Regions from separate parts of the Mus musculus genome. Here region 2 is linked to region 1. The links are chromatin contacts, called in public Hi-C maps. All regions are on one chromosome and are shown on one strand. Each heading gives the region's core, a stretch centred on a gene start, on an enhancer-like site or on the middle of the called end of the contact. The rest is flanking DNA. Distances are from core to core; before and after follow the strand shown. Region 1 overlaps Myt1l (myelin transcription factor 1-like). Region 2 overlaps Myt1l (myelin transcription factor 1-like).

Region 1 (2,984 bases), core at 326-2,825:
GCAGCCGTGACTACCCTAATGCGACCTGTGTAGGATTGAGCCCATTGATATATAGGCAGTTAGTGATTAATGGTTGCTGGAAGGGAGTGGAGGAGATTTCTTGAGAAATGTGGGTCTACACACTGGATTTTTGAGGTGTCTTATTCACTGTTACAAACTCCTCCACACTACATATGGCAAAGCAGTATGGAAAAATATAGTTTTAGGCCAGTGAGTTATTAATGGTTAAGATTACTTAAACCTTAATTTTTATTAATAGTCATGAAATGATAAGAAAGAATTGCTGTCCCTTCTTAACAAGAGTGTGTGCTGCTTAATTTACTTGAAATCAGCTATGTGGTCAATAAGCATTATTTGTCCCAACATAGAAAAGTATTGATTACTGTGTATTTTGTTCTTTAGGCTTGTTCTATACTGAGGTTTACAAACTTGGTAATATATCTTATACTGAAAATAGACAACTCATCTAAAATGTTTGCTGCAGGGGCTAAAGAAAGGGAGCTTTGTTTATTTCCTTCCTCCTATTCTTTCTTCCCCTCTTCCTTCTCATAGTCCTTTCTTTTGCCCCCTTTAAATCTTTTCTCCAAAGGATGGGTTAGTGAAGAAAATTCTTCCCCAGGCTGACATTTGCAAGCCCTTTATCACGTATAATGTAACTGGGATTTTTTTCTTAGTCTTTGAGCTTGGTGTACAGCAGACAGTTGGTCTGCAATGTATATTTCATCCTATTGTACCCTTTAGTATAAAACCAACCAAAGAGACTATAGAGATGGTTCAGTGCGTAAGATGCTTGCTATGCAAGTGAGGACCAATGATTGACCCCTCTCAATAAATCCATGTTAAAAGAAATGCTGGAAAGCTGGGTATGGGAGCCAGAGACAAGATGGTCTCTGAGGTTTGTTCCATATCCAGACTAGAAAAATCTGCACTTCTTAGGTCTGTAGAAACCCTGCTACAAAAAAAAAAAAAAAAAAAAAAAAAAAAAAAAGAAGAAGAAGCCAAGAAGGATGGTCTCTGAGGTTGTTCTCTGGCTTTCACATGCACGCACAGGCAAGTGAATGTGCACCTGCATACGCATGAGCGTGGGTGCTCACACGCACGTGCACACAGAGCGTATCTGCTAACAGCCACACTGAGCATATGACTGAAATTCAGAGAGATGGGGCAGATAATTCTGGGTTAAATTGGCTCCTGGCTATTTGTACATTTGGCAGTGTGGTTTGTAAATCTGTGGCTTAAACAGGATCAGGGTATGTGTTATGTGATAAAGAAACATCAGAACTGTAGACTGACTATGGAGTTCCCTGGCGGAGGGACAGCCCATTAAGTGGCTGCATGAGCACTGCGGGGTGGTCTCCGTGGAAAGTCACAGCCACACGCGAGCCACCACTCCAATAGAAGACTGTTTGAGTGGGAGACATATCTAGGCTATTCAGTTTTAAGTGTCTTTGAAACAGCTATTTTAGCACCTTTGTTAGCATGGCAACAGTCAGGAAACCACCTCTTGCAACAACCCAAGCCAGGAACTCAGCGCTCCTGCTGGCGCGCTCTGCTCCTGAGGAGCCAGCATGTATCAGCTGCCAAACACGATTATTCACAGATGGATGAGCCCGGAGGGAGGCTGCAGCCCTCCACAGACTCTCACCCGAGAGAGAAAGCACGAGCTGTATTCTTTTTCTTCCTTCTGCTCACCTGATGGACTTACCCTGCCTGGGACCCAGGACACACTCCTATGAGTCCCCAAACTTGAAAGAGTCTAGCACCAGATGCACAAACTATGACTTCTGATAGCCCATTGCAATGAATAACAGAACACTGATTTTAGACAATATAATATATATTTTCATTGTTTTCAGGTCCCAGAGGGAAAGACTTTCAAGTGTGCTAGCCATTCCTATCCCCAAATTCCTGAACAAATGAATGTGGCTCTATGGATGTCTAAGGATGCTGTACCTACTATTAGTTTCTACTCTAGAGAATGGAGAGTGCACCTTCTGAGCATACCTATCAACCCATGCCTTGCACAGCCCTATTGGACAACGTGTAGATGCTAGGGAACACCCCAGAGTACTAATAGAGAGGACACTGCTGGTTGGTGAGCCATGCTTGCAATAGACCATGCTTCTCACCTGTATCTGTTTCCTTCCACAGTCAGTAACTCACCTGCCTTACTGTGTCCTCAGGGTGAATTCACCCATGAACTTTCAGAATTAATCTACCACCTTGTATAACAAGCAGAGACTGTATACATCCATCTGGAAGCTACCACAAGAGTCCTTTCTGCTCCTTGATCCTTGGCCAGTGCTATACTGGGTACATGTCTAGACAATACCAGGATCCATGCTCTGGGTAGTATAGTCTGTGATTGCTACCTCCCAGCTTGCCTCTGTCTGTTTTGTTTCCTTTTTGTGGGAAATAACTCCATAGCTTCCTAAGGAAAGGATCTTGGAGGATAATGTTTTCAAAATATTTTTAAATATTAGGATATCTTGTCTTGCCACCTAAATACATTAGGAATGTAAGTCACAAAGTCAAAATTGGTAAAAAGAAAAAAGAAAAACAACAACAGCAACAGCAACAGCAACAGCAACAGCAGCAGCAGCAGCAGCAGCAGCAGCAACAACAACAACAACAACAACATCCCAGACATCCGAAGCTCAATTCGAAGCTTTCCTTACACTCCATGTCCAGGACTATTAGAATCTTCTTGCTTCTAATATTTTTGGATTCTTCCTCAAACAGGAAGGGGAGCTACTCAGTGGTCACTAGGAGCAGTCTGTGATTGCGCAAGAGCAAGTGCTCTTAAACTCTGAGCCCAGAAACTTGAGCTTTCTACTGAAGACAGAGATATTTACAAGTCTACCTGGCTCTCATCCCTCTACCAATTCTCCTGGTTTAAGTCCAACTTCATTCTTCTCCTGTAGAGCAAGAACCATGGGCTGTGCTTCTACAGACATAAGTCCAACATTTCAAACACTTCATAA
Region 2 (3,048 bases), core at 135-2,634, 110 kb before region 1:
ATTTAACATCATTAGTGTGCAGATGCTCCTGTAGTGTGAGACAGACTGCTGTGACTGTAACAAAACTGTTTTAAATGCTGCTTGGACAGTTTGCAGTAGTTCAGAAATTTGGGCAGGAACCCCAAGGCCTCCTTTTTCTGGGATTTCTAGATGACCCTTGTTGATAGGTTGTTTTAGAGGCTGGCTAGTTCAGTTCTGTAATGTGTGAGACCAAGTAGAGAAATGACCTGCCGGGGATAACAGAGTAAATAAAACGGAGGCTAGGACCAGAACCCAGTGGGCCTGGGAGCCTGTTCCAGGGAGTCAGCTTCAGGGTGAGCCGCTCTTCAGAGCTGGTACCCAGAATATCCAGGAGATAGGGGAAGCTTCCTGAGGTGCCCTCCAGGCTGAGGAAGAGTCTGGTCAGTGACAGCTGCACTGAGGTGCCATGAAGATGAGGTTGGGGAAGGGATGATTGACAAAGCCAGAGTGCTTGCACGCCCCGGGGAGCGGCGAGACACGACTTACTTTCTGGAGGGACCCTATCTTTGTGCGGGCATCCAGACAGACTGCGGTGATGCGGGTAAAGCCCAGTTACGTGGCCGGTTCCATCACACCCGGGGGTTGGACACTTGCTCTCTCTCTTTTCTGTTCTTGAGGGATCTAAAAGCGACAACAGGTGTCAAGAAAATGAACGTTTACCAACTGCAGACTCATGCGGTTATCCAGCAACCTGAAGAGACCTTTGCTAAACAAAGAAATTATGCAGGTGTCAGGGACAGGCTGGGACAGCAGGCTTTTGCTTCATATCTTTTTGGGTGTGGGTGATATTTTCAACCTTATACAGTGTAATCAGGAATGATAAAGAATTTTGATTTTTATCCAAAAGGAAAATAAAAGCACCTATCTCTAACTTTAACTCTTGATTAATTGTTTTCCCGTGTGTTACATGATAAGCTGTGTTGCTCAAAGAAATCAATGTAAATAGTGATGAGACAGTGACCTTCTCAGAGAACAAAACTCCATGTTATTTTCATTCAGCAGTTTCCCCATACAATTCAACCAGAGCACGGTGCTACTCAAAACCTGATTCCTTCTTTCGAGTGCTCTGGTCTCAATATGCCATAAACCACAGAATTTTCCTGCAAATTTTTCTCTTAGCATAGCAGTTCAGCCCATTTTTGGAAAATCAACTGAACTCTCAGAAGGCACTGTAAGCAAATGACGGGAAGGGTGGCGTTCCCACCTGGCAGGGTGATGGGCAATCAAAAAACGCCTCAGAAGCCGCTGGAGCAACCATTTGTTTTGATTTCTTCGTCTGTACTTGGAACCAGAGGAAGGCTCGTGTAATGCCGTGCATGCATACACAAAGTAGGAGGTCGGGCTGATCTAGAGCGCTGCCAGCTTCTCTGCAGCGCCAGCCAAGAGCCAATCAGAGCAGACGTTTGGTCCAGAATTGAATGCTGGATGCCAGAGATGTAACAATATCCTAATAGAGGTTTTCTACACCCAGATCAACCACAGTTCACCCTCATGCATTACAACAGTTCTAGAAAGTATTTTTGAGGTCAGCTCAGCTCAGCCTGAATAATAAATCGTAGACTGTGACACACTGTTTTGGAACAAGCATTTGAAAACCAGTTGTGTAGATTACCAATAGTAGTCACTATTCTTTGGTCCAGTAAAGACTAGAGTTAAGTTTCCCTTAGGAATTTAGTTCTTTTATATGAATATCTCAATAATTAGGTCAAATGTACTTGGTAGAAAATACATGTTTTACCTTTGGTTAAGAATTATTTATATATAAGAGGAAATATCTTGAGTTTGAATTTTATTTGTTTGGGTCTTTTGAGACTGAATACTACCCTGTAATCCAATTTGGCCTGGATCTCAATTATATCACTTAGGTTGACTTTAAACTCATGAAAATACTTCTGCCTCAGTCTCCTAAGTGCTGGGATTATCAGCGTGAACCACTATACCTGGCCAGATTTTGGAATTTTTGAACTCTTATAGACTTATTTGTGTCACTTATGAGAATGTGAAATAGACAAAAGACTCCTGGGATCTTACAAAGACTGTTATGTTGATGTGAAGGACACCCCCCCCCCTTCTTTCTCTGCTGACATGTCATATGCAGAATGTTCCTGCCAGGTGCTGTCATCTCTACAGCCAGCACTGGTGTGGAACAAAACATTTCCTTGGCATTGCCAGTTGCTGGCCTGTCTCTACCCTTGCCTCATGACCTCTGCCAACAAACCCAAGAGTCCTGGCATTTTAGTTTTAAAAACCTTATAGATACAAAGTAAAGCCTAGCATTTTGTTGCCCTTTGAGTAATTTCATTACTACTAAAAGTAAATCCATGTCATTATAAAATAGTAAGCACACAGTAACAGTTCCAAAGGACAGCCTTGATAATATAAAGTGCTAAATTTAAGAAACTTTTAACTAGATACAAATGACTTATACAGGATTAAGAAACAACTTACAACCATTATTACTCACTTTAATCATAAAGTAACTGCCTTATAGGACCCAGTTATTACTTACAAACAACATGATTTCACAGATGTTGAAATAGTTTTGAAATTAAGTGACTTTTCTATTTTAAAAAAATGTCTCAAAACTCTCTGAGGTTGTAGAGACTAGGAGCATAATCTGCTCTTGCTTCCCTGCAGGGTGGGGCTGCCATGGCCTCCACCCTCACTCTCCCTTCATTCCTCATCTTTTGCAATCTCAATTCAATGTTCAAACAAGCAGGAAAACACAAAGCAAACAAAAGGACCAGAAACCTTGCAATAACTTAATAGAAAAAAAAAGTGTGCTGAATTCAGCTTATTTCCCTTCCACCCTGGAGAGAGATGCAGGGAGTTGTGTGGAAGGCAAGAGTTCCTTTCATATTAACTTAATATTTTGAAAGGTTATACGTTAGTGCTTTAATTAAGATGTGTGGAATGAGAGTAGATACACGTGTTGTCTTTAAAGAGGGGATAGAGAAGCCACAACACAGCATGTTGATGGGCAGCTTCAGGCATGTCGGTGAGATATGGTCCCATAAATTTAGCTAT

The links. A called contact is a pair of places that touch in the nucleus more often than the background predicts.
Region 2: a Hi-C map of cerebral cortex shows a contact between it and region 1, with 2.2 times the contacts expected there. The contact joins two enhancer-like sites. A contact is called at or near these places in 2 of 484 Hi-C or Micro-C datasets (cerebral cortex and nephron progenitors), 2 of 115 datasets of contacts at active chromatin or transcription factors (extraembryonic endoderm stem cells and fibro-adipogenic progenitors) and 2 of 9 other capture datasets (adipose tissue and pancreatic islet).

The regions. Positions count from the first base shown.
Region 1 is chr12:29,722,397-29,725,380 of GRCm38.p6, reverse strand. All of the region lies in intron 3 of Myt1l (myelin transcription factor 1-like), which reads right to left. Among named protein-coding and RNA genes, the nearest start is that of C630031E19Rik, 37 kb to the right of the region's middle. Within about 2 kb of position 1,575, at least 37 of the 459 cell types and tissues checked have an H3K27ac peak or open chromatin away from gene starts, as enhancers often do. A contact at or near this core is called in cerebral cortex, where this site is marked.
Region 2 is chr12:29,829,882-29,832,929 of GRCm38.p6, reverse strand. Myt1l (myelin transcription factor 1-like) reads right to left here. Exons shown (of 25, transcript NM_001093775.1): 11 at 508-642. Among named protein-coding and RNA genes, the nearest start is that of Gm46346, 84 kb to the left of the region's middle. Within about 2 kb of position 1,384, at least 16 of the 459 cell types and tissues checked have an H3K27ac peak or open chromatin away from gene starts, as enhancers often do. A contact at or near this core is called in cerebral cortex, where this site is marked.